Linked DNA regions of Zea mays: region 2 is linked to region 1. Evidence: chromatin contacts called from public Hi-C data. All regions are on one chromosome and are shown on one strand. Each heading gives the region's core, a stretch centred on a gene start, on an enhancer-like site or on the middle of the called end of the contact. The rest is flanking DNA. Distances are from core to core; before and after follow the strand shown. Region 1 holds the start of LOC542050. Region 2 holds the start of LOC100501781 (Glycosyltransferase family 61 protein).

Region 1 (7,140 bases), core at 2,659-5,158:
GTGAGGAGTACAACCACAGTAAATTGCATGGACATTTTGGTCTTTTCGCACCAAATTTAACACCATTAACTACACGTAATATTGCAAGGGCATGACAACACTTTGTTTTCAAAACAAAGAGGTAAATCACAAAGTTGGAAAACGAGGGTTAAAATCATAATTGCAATAATAGAGGAGTATAATCACAAATGCCCCTTTTTAACTCTTATGACTGTAAGAAAACATAAATATATAAAAATATTTGAGCTCTATTTTTATAGTGTTAAACACACATACTTTTATGAAAGAAGTCTAGATTTATCTATTGAACTTTAAACCTGGATATCTTCGACATCGAACTATTAAAATTATGCATACTTTGTTCACTAAAAAGTCTTTGATTGTACTTTGTCCGTTTTTTGTTTTTTATTTGACGTGGTTGTTTTTCTTAAAAAACTTCAATCACTTGTCTTATTCAAAAAATGTATGTTCTTTTAAATACTACTCCCTCCATCTCAAAATATAGTTTAAAAGTTCAATAGTTAAATATAGATTTCTTCCTTTATAGAATATCTATGTTTATTTGTTTGTTTAACACTATGTTTAACAATATAAAAATATAGCTCATATATTTGTATGTATTCCTGTTGTTCTTATGAACATAATAAAAAATAAGGTTATGCAATGATAGGGACAATCTAACCTATTTGATTGTGAGGCAATAAACAAAAGAATGAAAAATATTGATAGAGTGCTGTTTTCTAAATGTATTTTTGATGAAACTACTGCTGTTTTTTAAATTAATTTAAAACCATTTCTTATTTCCTATACTGTCTCAAACTTGGATCCCCGTGACCGTGACACCGGCACCGCACACGCGCTGTCCTGTCCTCCGCTGCGGCTGCAGGCGGCCGTGCCATGCCGGCGTCTCCATGGCCAACCCCTCGCTCCGTGCGGCAAGCGTCCCAGCTCCACGCCCTCCTTACCACGTCCGGCCGCATTGCTCACCGTCCTTCCGCCGAGCACCTCCTCAGCTCGCTCACCAACACCATCTCGGCCCCGCGCCACCTGCGCTACGTGCTCAGCCTGTTCGACCGATTGCCGCACTCCACCACTTTCCTCTTCGACACCGCCCTCCGCGCCTGCCTCCAGGCCTCCGCCGGCGCAGACCATCCCGTCCTCCTCCTCCGCCGCATGCGCAGCGGGGGCGTCCGCACGGGCGCCTTCACCTTCCACTTCGTCTTCAGGTGCTGCGCGGCCGGCGCCCGCGCGCGCGCCGGGCTCTGCCTGATGCTGCACGCCGCGTGCCTCCGGACAATGCTCCCCTCCGCCGCGCCGCTCGTAGCGAACCCCCTCATCCACATGTACGCCTCGATGGGGCTCACGGACGACGCCCGCCGGGCGTTCGACGAGATACCCGCAAAGGACGCGGTTGTGTGGGCCACGGTGATCGGCGGGCTGGTCAGGTGGGGGCTGCTCGATGAAGCGCGGAGGCTCCTCGTGCAGGCACCGGAGAGGAACGTGGTCTCATGGACTAGTTTGATTGCCGGGTACTCGCGTGCTGGTCGGCCTGCTGATGCCGTCTATTGCTTCAACTGCATGCTTTCAGATGGTGTCGCGCCGGATGAAGTTGCGGTGATTGGCGCGCTCTCGGCATGTTCGAAGCTCAAGAATTTGGATCTTGGTCGCTTGCTGCACTTGCTGGTTGGGCAGAAGAGGATCCGGATGACTGACAATCTTGTCGTTGCGCTCATCGACATGTATGCCAAATGTGGCGACATTGCCCAAGCACAGGCGGTCTTTGATGCTGTGGGAAGGGGCCAAAAGCCTGAGCCATGGAATGCTATCATTGACGGGTACTGCAAGCTTGGCCATGTTGATGTCGCAAGGTCTCTGTTTGATCAAATGGGTGCCCGCGACGTCATCACATTCAACTCGATGATCACTGGATACATCCACAGTGGCCGGCTTAGAGACGCATTACAGTTGTTCATGCAGATGAGGAGACACGGCATGCGTGCTGACAATTTTACCGTGGTGAGCCTTCTCACTGCTTGTGCGAGCTTAGGTGCACTGCCACATGGCAGGGCTTTGCACGCTTCAATCGAACAGAGGATAGTAGAGGAAGATGTTTACCTTGGGACTGCACTTTTGGACATGTACATGAAATGTGGGAGGGTGGATGAGGCAACCGCTGTGTTCCATCGCATGGGCGAAAGAGATGTCCACACTTGGACTGCCATGATCGCAGGTCTTGCGTTCAATGGGATGGGTAAGGATGCTCTGGAGTCTTTCTGCCAGATGAAGCGTGATGGTTTTCAGCCCACGTCAGTTACCTACATTGCTGTTCTGACTGCGTGCAGCCACTCAAGTCTGCTCGACGAAGGTCGGCTGCACTTCAACGAGATGAGATCGTTGCATAAATTACACCCTCAGGTTGAGCATTATGGCTGCATGATAGATTTGCTCGCTCGCAGCGGGCTTCTGGATGAAGCTATGCATCTTGTTCAGACCATGCCAATGCAACCAAATGCCGTCATATGGGGATCCATCTTGAGTGCCTGCAGAGTCCACAAAAACATTGACCTAGCCCGACATGCCGCGGAGCATCTTCTCAAGTTAGCCCCTGAGGAGGATGCCGTCTATGTCCAGTTGTACAACATATACATAGACTCTAGACAGTGGGCAGATGCAAAAAGAGTAAGGATGTTGATGGAAGAACGGGGAGTTAAGAAGACGGCAGGTTACAGCTCGATCACTGTGGCTGGGCAGGTTCACAAGTTCGTCGCCAATGACCAATCGCATCCTTGGACGTTAGAGATCATGGCGATGATGGAGGAGATCGCATGCAGGCTGAAGTCTGTGGGTTATTCTCCAGTCACGTCAAGGATAGCAGTTGACGTTGACGAGGAAGAGAAAGAACAGGCACTTTTAGCACACAGTGAGAAGATAGCCATTGCTTTTGGTCTCATCAGTCTTCCACCGAGCTTACCGATCCATATCGTGAAGAACCTGAGAGTCTGTGAGGATTGTCACTCTGCAATCAAGTTAGTCTCTCAGCTTTGGAACCGGGAAATCATCGTTAGAGATCGGAGTAGGTTCCACCATTTCCGAGACGGAGCATGTTCTTGCAATGATTTTTGGTGACTACCATTCTGCTAAGCTTCTAGTTCTAGAGGCCAGAAAACAGCCACATGGATACATTGAAAGCACAAGTGCTTCATCTCGCAATTCGGCTTCCGGATTCAAATTTATGAATGCCCAAGGTACTATTTTCTTCCTGTTTCTTCATGCCATATACTTGCTCCGTTTTAAATTTTAAGTTTTTTGACTCTTTTTTAGATATTTAACTTTCGATATGATACATAGTAAAAACTTAAAAAAAAACAGAACGATTCACCATTTATTGTGAACGGAGGGAGTACTAAACGAAATGAGCTAACGACACGAATCTTCTGATGATAACACAAAGTTTTCTTGTGTGCTTTGCCAGGGGTAGGAAACCGGATGTCTACACGCAAAATCACCCCTTTCGTGGCTGCTAAACGGTGTGCCACTGCCATGGCATTGTTGTTTCGACCACCCCTGTTTGGGAATAGCCCAGTTTCGGGTTTTAACTTAGCCCAGTTTCGGGACAGTGATAAAAAGGCAACAAGCCCACAACCCAAAGGCTGACAGGGGTAAACACAGGAATGGGCTGGATAGGTCATCTAAATTGCTTAACGGGCCAGCCAAGTCAATATGGACACAGGCGGAACCAAAGCCGGCCCACGCTGCTCGCCTGCTCCGGCGACCGCCCTCCGCCTCCGCCCTGAGTGACATCCCCTGCGACCAGCCGCTCGCCGGCGGTGTTCGCGCTTCGCCGGCACGCCGGCGTGCGCCCTCGTGTGCCGTGGCTGCTGCGTGCCTTGTCCACCGAGGTGACTGGTGAGATCTCGCTCTTCCTTTATCCTCGCCTCCTCGGTCCAAGTAGGAGTCGGCGGCTATGGCGACGACGGCCGCGGGGTACGGCTGTTGCTTGGCGGGGCTACCGCCCTTTCCGTTGTTGCCTGGGATCCTCTCGACCCGCCTGCGCCGGGAGCCTTCTCCTCCTCGCGTGGCCCTTGTGGCCTCCTCCCCGAAGCTCAGGGCGCCGGCACCGCGGTGCGCTCCGTTCTAGCCCCTTCTTCACGGCTCGGCTCGCGGGTGTGTAAGCCCGTTTCTCTTCGCGCAGGTTGAGAGTTTCGTGCGGTCCAAGGAGGCTCGCTTCCTCCTCTGGCAAGGCCAATTCGGACGCGGTGCCGTCGCCAACGGTTAGTTAGCGCTCTCTCTCCTTCCTCTCTATGATGTTTCCAGATCATCAGGGGTGAATGGTTTGGGTTATGGATGGTCCATGTTCCTTGGAATTATTTACTGGAGGCGATTTAGGGAATGGATTGGGTTAGGTAGCCACCAGCAATGGAGGAGACAGTAAATTGCTTGGTTTTTGGACCACTGTTTATTGAAATTGGATAACCTGACAAGATTCAATCTGATATGCTGATGTAGGTTGCTAGCTATTCTATATCAACTTTAATGATTCTACCCGTGTTTTGCTACGGTTTTTATATATCATATAAATATGTATTGAGATATTTATTCAAATATAATTATTGTGTATTTCTAAACTCTAAGGTACGTGTGGTTTATTGGTTAGCCCTAAATTTCTGTAGCAGGAGGCGAGCGTGTGTTCGAGTGCTCGCTTTGCACTATTTTTTATATAATTATTGTTTATTTCTAAACACTAAGTTACGTATGGTCTGGTGGTAGCTGCGCGGGCGGGGTCGAGTACTGGACAGGCGCTGCGGTCCACAGGGCAGTAGCTGAGAAAGCGCTGCGCGTGGGGCCCACAGGGCATGGCGCCAAGGCAGGGCGCGTGGAGCGGGCCCAGAGTGTCAGCGCGGAGGGTGAAGCCGTGGTAGTACCAGATGTCCACATTAGGTTTTTAATAGAGTAGTATAAATATTCTCAGAATAATTGTGTTTTTCTAGTATCCTATCTTCTTTGTCCATTGTCTGATTGGCTTTAGTAAACTATATGAATGCAATCCGAATGTTGTTCATTTGGAATTGCTAATTCTTTTCTGAGTTTGTACTTAGTGTACATTTCTTGTAGGTCTTCCATTGCTTGGGTGTCTTGCAGATTAAGGCATTCAAAAGACAACACAGTTTGTAAAGTGTAAATTTGGTAGGTTAATAGCATAAATATGTGAAAACATGGAAAATAAACAATGATAAGGTCTTGCATTTTATGTTTGATCCAGTAGTTTATTGCATGAAAGACAATGTAATAAGTTGCTTGCTGATTGAGGATCAAACTAGGTTCAGAAATAAATAATAAATGCTCAATTTGTTGATAGATTGAAGTGAAGCGGCAACCAACAGACTAGTTTGTAGGCAGAGTGTACTGAATGTATTTTTTTGTTTGTGTGATGTTTCAGGAAGCCACTATTGATATAAAGCTTCCTAGAAGAAGTTTGCTTGTTCAATTTACATGCAATGCATGTGGTGAAAGGACCAAGCGCTTGATAAATAGAGTAGCCTATGAAAGAGGGACAATTTTTCTTCAGGTAAACTTTGTTCCATGCCTTAATTTATGTGCAAATGTAATTTCCAAACCTAATGCTATGATCATTTTGGATCGCTGTATGAGACGATTCTTATGATTGACGTTTTCTTACACATGCTGTAAATATATTTTCTAACATACACTGCATAACACAGTGTGCAGGGTGCCAGGTGTACCACAAGTTTGTTGATAATCTTGGTCTAGTTGTTGAGTATGATCTACGAGAGGAAAATGTGGTACAAGGAGAAAATGTGATTGATACTAATTCTGAAGATTGATCTGTTGTGAGAAGCAGTGTTGGTATGCAAAACATCCTGTTGTAGCCTGTTGTCTGAATGTCTGTAGGTTTTGACAATATTGATTATTTATATAAAATGACATTTTAGTTGCTGCATATACTCATCTGAATACATGGGGGCCTAGATGTATTTTATAGTGTGATATATGGTTTTATGAAGGAAACAAAGGATCACGATACTAGAGTACCCTGCATTTCCAAAAAAGACCTGTCATTAATATGGGACCAATACATTTTTAGCAGATTATTCTGGCTCTTGTGATATGGTACTAATATTTGATATGCACACTACTTTGCACCATTATTGGCCTGCATCATTGAGATTTTGATCAACTGGGGCAATTTTGTAGTCATCACCTTCGCTATCCTTGGCATCACCCTTCTTTCCCTTGAGGAACCGAATAAGGCCCGGTGTCGTCATTCCTCATAAGCACTTCTGAGATCTCTGTTGGAGTCAGCATCACCTCCTTAGGTCAATGCTTGTTTACCAGTACACGAGAAAATGGAAGCTGGATGCTTCTTTACCAATACACCAGCATTTACAGAACCACTAGGAGCAACAGCAGCATACTATGTCAAAAACCAGTAAGTATTTGTATTCTTGACTAGTAGCATTTCTGTCATTAAGCACTGTCATACTATGTAAAAAATGATCAGTACTACTGTACTACTTTACAATGATCAAACCATATACCACTAAAAATATTCGAAGTATTGCTATTCGTAGGGATTCCTATGTAGGCCTGTAATGAGTTGGGTTGAAATGACTTTAATGGGTTAGGTAGGTTCTCAATTGGGTACATTTTGGATGGGTGGGAATGGGTTGATTTACTTAGGCCTTTTTTGGATGTCCATTTATCGATCTTAATCCATGTGAAATTTAGTTTGAATTTCACACCAACCCACTCCAATACATATAGGTTGAGGTCAACATATGAGCACCCAAACAAATTCTTAGCGGATTGGGTTAGATTTGTTTTAATAGAAAAATATGTTGGATGGGATGGGATCAGGGTTTTTTAGGTATGAATGGGTTGAACCCTTGGGTTTGATGTTGGATTTTCAACATATTGCAGTATACATATATATTGGTTTGATTTGAGGTGGTATACTAACTTAAGGTGGGACCTGAACAAATTAAATTACAACACCGGTTAGTATAGAGTAGCTTTATGACATTTTAAATCGTACCCAAATAATTTTCAGTCAATTTCGTTAAAATTATAAGGTGCGAATGTGGAGCGTTTATTTTGTCTAGAGCTCAGTTTGTGATGTGA
Region 2 (7,140 bases), core at 2,590-5,089, 140 kb before region 1:
TGCATCTCGCGACATTGGATCAAGAGAATTAAGAAACCCTTGCCATGTGTCCCATATGCCTCAGACCCTAGTTTGTCTATAAATAGACAATAGGTCTCAATATCTTGCACCCTTTGGACAGTAGCACTATACAGTAATAAAGAATCAGTTCCTCTATATACTCTTTTCTTCCTGTGTTCTATCACTATTCAGTTAAGAAGCCTTTGAACTACACTTGGTAGCAAGGTGGAAAATTCGTTCATAGCCACTCCTTAACTTGACCATCTAGAAAATGTCCCTCGCTCGCTAGTAAGATATCTAGGAAACACTCCTCGCTAATGCAATCCTCTTCGCATCATAACACCTTGTCTATTTAGGCTCGTTTCATTTTATTTCTGATATGAAATTAACTTAAAAATGACAAATATTCGTAATATGAAATTATGATTTAAAAAACCGGTCAATACCAAAAAAAATAGTGAAGTTCCCAGGAGACTGACTTGTTTGGCGTGATCGTGGGAAATAGTTTTGGCCATGGTTTTGTTAAAGAAGTTAGATTTTGTTATGTAGAAAACTCGTATCCCCTGTCTTCCTTCCTTCCGTACCATTTTTAAGTTAATTTCAGATTAAAAACAAAAAGAAACACATAACCAACCATACAAGATGCTATAACGTGAGAATAATTGCATCACCTAGAGGAGTTTTCTAGATATCTTTCTACCCAGTGGCGGATCCAAGATTGATCCAAGAGAGGGGCTACTAAGCTAAGGCTATAAATTTTTTTAAACCAAATAAAAAATATAATTGATGTTTAATATAACACAAAAAGCAAGATATAATTTAAACATTCATGAAATATGTAGCCTAAAAATAAGTCGATACAAATTATAGAAATACAATAATCAGTACACACCGTTCATGAGTTGATGCTGCGAGATAAATCTATCTTTCGAGTTCTTAATCTTTAAAAATGTTCATAGCAAATAAGGCTCTCTCAGAAATTTGTCCATCTTATTCTTATAAACATAAAATTTAATTTTATCAAATAATCTACTAAACTAGCAAACATGGGACTACTACCAAATAAATAATCAAATCAAACTACCAACACCTAGCACACTGCAGACTGCACACGGTTCAAAACTTGAAATCAAAGCAAACAAGAGCATGTAACAGAGTACTACACTACACCAACACCAAAGGCAGTAACACTAGCACAATAGCACACGTCTCTTCACCTTCACTCATTGTCACTGCTTCACTGCTTTAGAAAATCAGCAGCCAGCAGCGCCAAGCCGTGAAGTCGCTCAGGCTTCGTACCTCCTCGCCGGTCGCCGGTCAAAGCAGTCAAAGTAGTAAAAGCAGGAGCCGGCGAGGGTGAGCTATTGATTGGACGTCTGGACGGGAGGGCGAGCCTGCGGGAGCCGGAAGGCCGAGCGGCGTGCTGCCAGTGCCGCCGTGCCACGCCCTGAGACAGAGAGGTGGACTGCAGCTCCCACGACGGTGATGGAGCGTCGTTGGCTCGTCGCGCCGGACGCCGGTACTCGCAGTCGTGGAGTCGCCGAGAGGCCGAGCGGCGGCTGGACGCGACTGAAGGGACTGAGGAGTGGACGTGACCTATATTTTTGAGACGGTATTGGCCTAACTGAGGAGCGGACGTGACCTATTTTTTTAGACGGTATGGACCTATTCGCTTGAGTTCCTGGGCCGCGACCGGGGCTGCAGCCCAGGCAGCCCCGGACGCAGATCCGCCCCTGTTTCTACCGAGGAGTATTTTCTAGATAGTCAAGTTAATGAGTGGCATCGACCTATTTTTTCCCGTAGCAAGTAAGGAGGTTCTTAAGGCCTCGTTCGTTTGTATCGGATTGGTGGGTCGGAACGATTCCGAATCGAATTGCTTCTCTAATTTATATAAACTTTGATTAGCTGGAACGATTCCGGGTGCAATCCGACGTAAACGAACAAGGTCTAAACAGTTTCAAGAGCAGACAAGTGGTTACCATCACTCTTTGTTATCTTAACCCTAACCCAGTTTGTGTTCTTGCGCGCGACGTCACATCCGTGTCGGCTCGGCCGTGCCTTTCAGCTCCCGCGAGCTAGTAGTTTCGTCAGCTTTTGTAAGCTCTCGATCTGTAATCTGCTGCTGCTGCTGTGGTTGTTGTTTACAGCTGCTGTGCTGTCGTAGCCGGGCCCGGCAGCAAAGGAAAAGGACACAGTTTCGGAGTCCTCCTAATGTAATGTATGCTCGAGTTAGGCCTTGTTCGTTTACGTCGGATTATAACCGGATTTGTTCCAGCTAATCTAAGTTTATATAAATTATAGAAGCAATACGGCTCGGAATCGTTCCGACCCACCAATCCGGCACAAACGGACAAGACCTTACCCGGCTCAGAGTAGAATTGTACTAGTGGATAACAGTCTTTCTACTTGCAGGACATGACCAGCACTCCTCATCCCCAGATCCCTACTCTCTCTCCTTCTTCTTCTTTTTTGCGTTGTTTGCAGAAGGTCAGAACGCTGCATCGATCGACGCAAATGCAGAGTCGTGGCAAGCAAACGGCGAGACAATACTCTATGCTAGTCAAACTCGCGCGCCATTGTAAACGATCTAGCCGCGCCGACGCGCGCGCAGGCCGCGAGCTGGACGCAGTGTTGTTTACAACTGATGTGCTGTCATGGCCGGGCACTGGGCACTGACAGGCAGCAAAGGACACAGTTGCAGGCTTGCAGCGTGGTTAGGTTAATCTACTCATCTCCCCCTGCCATTCTGTTGTTGTTCTGCTGCTGCCTTTGGTCATGTGATTCCTTCCCTTTCCCTTTGTCACCCCCCACCCATGTGATCCATGGCTACCGGACAATTCCTCGTGCCGGAGGCCGGAGCAGCCTCCACAGGAAATGCCAGACCGGTAGATCTGAGGAGAGGAGCACGTATCACGGTATCGGCGGTGGGCATCGTCTCGTCAGTCGTCACCCACCTGCTGTCGCGGCTCGCAAACGCCGATCTGCCCGCCCTCACCTGTGGCCTCTGCTCTCTGATTAATTCTGTATTCACACGGTTTCCGAGACGCCATGCGAAAGGCGATCGTCGGCCGTCCGCACTCCCACATGGCGCGCGGTTGACCTCACGATCCCCCTGCCTGCAATGCAAATGTGGCAGACTTGCCGGCGGCCCGCGTCCGCACGCACGCACGCGTCCTACTCCAGCGCGATCACGGTCACCACGAACGGCGGGGTGGCAACGAGAATCTCAGGGAGGTGGAGCCGTGGAGGTCGCCGACAGGTTCACCGGCCCGCCGCCGTTCCAGCGGGTTCTCGCGAGTTCGATTCTGTAGACAAGGGGAGGCGACGACGGGCCGGCGGTGGAGAGGCGACGCGACGTCGGCCAGTCAGTTCGTTCCCGTGACCGTCTCTCTGGTCACCACGAAAGGGAAGGGGAAGGGGAAGGGGGAGGAAAGCGGCGAGGAAACGTGGTTTCCATGAACGCGCGCATCCCAGCTGGCCCCGACCGGTTGGTTTCAACCGACGAGCGGGGGGCGGGATTTGTTTGCTTTGCGATTAATCGGAAATACTATTATATGCTCGTCGCCTTTCGAATCGTGGAGTCTTCTCCACGGCCACTACTGCGCGACCGCCCTGCCTGCCTGCCTCGCTGTGCCCCGCGATTAACAATGCATTTGTTTAATTACGCCCTGCTCGTCTACTCATAATTAATCGCACCGTACTGCTTCTCCGGCCGGTCGATCGGCCGGCCTCCCCCCCCCCCCCCCCCCCCCCCCCTGCTTCAAAAGGTAGTGTTCCGTCGGCCATGTGTGCCGCCACCGCTGCCGCCGCCGCCGTCGTCAGGGTCTGGTGATCAGGTCAGGGCGTCAGGCACATCGTAGTGGCGCTGCGGTTTGGTTTGTATGCATGGTTGAAAAGCTGCCAGTCCTGGTGGTGGAGCAGCAGCAGCAGCAGAAGAAGAAGAAGCAGAAGAAGAGTCGGAGATGAAGCCGCCGGCGCCGAGGAGCAAGAAGAGCAGGCCCGCCTTCTGCAGCCTACCGCTGCTGCTCCTCATCGGCGCCATCCAGTTCCTGGTCATCTACTCCCCCGCCATCGACCGCTACATGGTCATGGTGACCAAAGGTACGGCATCGGCACTGCATTGCCGTCTGCATTTCTCAGCCTCGCCGAGCTGACAACCACGCTTGGTGTTCTCCAGGCAAGCCCGGGTTCCCGTCGCTGCTGCTGGACGGCAGGAGAGGGTTCAAGCTGGTGGAGGAGGAGACCGTCCCGGAGCCGCGCGTGCGGTGCGACTTCGCGGACCCGAGGTCGGACGTGTGCGAGCTGGAAGGCGCCATCCGCGTGCGCGGCAGCACGTCGGAGGTGTTCGTGCTGGCGCCCGCCCGCGCCGACGGCCTGGCGGCGAACGTGACGGGGCTGGCGCCGGGGACGACGAGCTGGACGGTCCAGCCGTACACGCGCAAGGGCGAGGCGCGCGTGATGCGGGGCATCTCGACGCTGACGGTGCGCGTGGTGCCCGCCGGCGCCGCGCCGCCGTGCACGGTGCGGCACGACGTTCCCGCCGTGGTGTACTCCAACGGCGGCTACTGCGGCAACTACTACCACGACTTCAACGACAACATCATCCCGCTGTTCGTGACGGCGCGCCACCTGGGCGGCGAGGTGCAGCTGCTGGTGGCGCAGAAGCAGGCGTGGTGGTTCGGCAAGTACAGGGAGATCGTGGACGGGCTGACCAACTACGAGGCGGTGGACCTGGGCGCCGACGCGGAGGGGGAGGTGCGCTGCTTCCGCGCCGCCACGCTGGGGCTGCGCAGCCACAAGGACCTCAGCATCGACCCGCGCCGCGCGCCGCGGAACCTGTCCATGGTCGACTTCAAGCGCTTCCTCATGTGGCGATACGCGCTGCCGCGGGAGCACGCCATCCGGACGGACGAGGAGGAGGCCGGGCCCGGGCCCGGGCGGGCGAGGACGAGGCCCCGGCTGCTGGTCGTGGCCCGGCGCTCGCGGCGGCGGTTCGTCAACCTCCCGGAGATCGTGGCGCTGGCGGAGGAAGTCGGCTTCGACGTGACGGCGTCGGACCTGATGTCGGGGACGGCGTCCAAGAGCAAGAGCGGCGCCGGGGACGAAGGGCACTCGCGCATGGCGGACGCGTCCAAGCTGGTGAACTCGTTCGACGCGATGGTGGCGGTGCACGGGTCCGGGCTCACCAACCTGGTGTTCCTGCCCATGAACGCGGTGGTGGTGCAGGTGGTGCCGCTGGGGCGGATGGAGGGCCTGGCCATGGACGAGTACGGGGTGCCGCCGCGGGACATGAACATGCGCTACCTCCAGTACAACATCACGGCGGAGGAGAGCACGCTGTCGGAGGTGTACCCGAGGGCGCACCCCGTGCTGATGGACCCCATGCCCATCCACGAGCAGAGCTGGACGCTCGTCAAGGACGTCTACCTCGGCAAGCAGGACGTCAGGCTCGACGTCCGCCGCTTCAGGCCCGTCCTCCTCAAGGCCATCCAGCTGCTCCGCTGACCTATTAACTCACGTTGATCGGGCCTCGCCCCACCGCCGGCCGGCCAGCCTGATGCCCTGATCCGATGACCACCAATGTACAATCTCCACTCCAGTATGCGATTGAGGTAGATGACATGTGACGATACACAGACATGATACTCCCACACATACATACAGTGATCCAGTTTGCTTTTTTGTTTACCTTTTTTTTATTTTTCTTCGATGATATACATTATCTTTTTACCCTCTCTATCTTTTTCTTTATCTTTTTGCCCTCTCTTCTCTCTTCAATCCTCGGCGCACCATACTCTGCTTGCGCCTCTGTGATTTGTGGTGGTGATGACATGTTGGCAATGCCGGCAGGCAAGCGTGCGCCCTGTGATTTGTGGTGGTTGCCAACAAATACGAATCATGTGATGCACCCATGTGACGCACGATTCAAGTAGGTCGTGCGCTCGCCAAGGTTCGGTGCACCGACGAACGAAGCTCGAGGTCCGGGCCGTCGGCGAAGAAGAGATTAACTGGGCTGGAAATGGACGATCGGGCCGCCAACCCATTTTTTTTTTGCATTTTAGCCTTTTTTGAGTTTTTTCACAACTATGCCATTTACAGTTTCATTTTAAAAAATGGATCCTAACCTCGGCGACATCATCATTGGCGCCGAGGTAACTCAATGTGACGTCAGTACCATTGGCGTCAACTTTTCCTACGTGGCAGGCGATGTGGTAAGTCTCAGGGGGTCGGCGTGATAGATCTTGGCGTCAACCCCCCTGGACGGCGAGGTCCGACGCTATTCAGGGGGGTCGGCGCCAAGATATATGACGCCGACCCCCTAGGACTTGTCACATCGTCTGTCATGTAGAAAAAGTTGGCGCCAATTATATCGACGCCACTATGTGTTACCTCGACGCTAATGATGATGGCGCCGAGGTTGGGGCCCATTTTTTGAAATGAAACTGTAAAGGGCATAATTGTGCAAAAAACCCTAAAGGGACTAAAATATTTAAAAAGTTGGCCGCCAACCTAAGCGGGAGCGGTACTGGGCTCAAAACCATCGTGCAGGCCTAATTATTAAAAGGGCGGAAAGGCGAAAAAACTTAGCACTAGTTTGATGGACATAAAAAATGAAGGGGATCTATGGAGAAGGATCCCCTTGTTATTCAAAATGGATCCCTCCATATGGATTCTCTTCATTTTCCTGTCCACGAAACTAGACCTTAGTGAAAAATTTAGTAGTAAGAAAATGTACATATCACTACATTTTGCATTATTTCGTTGCTTACACCGCATACAAAAAGGACCAAATTACCCCTATTCATTCCACAATATTTTATGGGACAATTGTGATTATACCCTTTACTGTTCTTGAAATTGTGGTTTTATCCTCCATTTTTTTAACTTTGTGATTTTACCCCTCCGTGTTGAAAACGAAGCTACTGTTTGCCCCTACCTCTCAATGTCGTTAGCGAAAATTAGATTTAGTGATTGAAAAATTTAAAAAAATATGAAAAGAAATGGGTGGAAGGTCTAAACTACCCTCCTATTATGTATGGGCGCAACCCCAACATGGTAAAATCACAATTACATAATATAATCTCTGCTACTTATTAATAACCTAAGTGTAGCCTGCCTCCCTGGTTCTGCCTCTCCTAT

The links. A called contact is a pair of places that touch in the nucleus more often than the background predicts.
Region 2: a contact with region 1 is called in a Hi-C map of ear, with 8 times the contacts expected there. The contact joins the promoter of LOC100501781 here to the promoter of LOC542050 in region 1. A contact is called at or near these places in 13 of 25 Hi-C or Micro-C datasets (bundle sheath, ear, endosperm and 4 more) and 1 of 3 datasets of contacts at active chromatin or transcription factors (leaf).

What each region holds. Positions count from the first base shown.
Region 1 is chr5:60,414,444-60,421,583 of Zm-B73-REFERENCE-NAM-5.0, reverse strand. LOC542050 reads left to right here and starts at 3,908. Exons shown (of 4, transcript NM_001111689.1): 1 at 3,908-4,122; 2 at 4,193-4,271; 3 at 5,438-5,566; 4 at 5,721-5,964. The coding sequence starts at 3,965. The coding sequence ends at 5,843. It also overlaps a transcript of LOC112136098 not described here.
Region 2 is chr5:60,559,159-60,566,298 of Zm-B73-REFERENCE-NAM-5.0, reverse strand. It overlaps LOC100501781 (Glycosyltransferase family 61 protein), which reads left to right and starts at 3,839. Exons shown (of 2, transcript NM_001196440.1): 1 at 3,839-4,101; 2 at 4,178-5,733. The coding sequence starts at 3,963. The coding sequence ends at 5,505.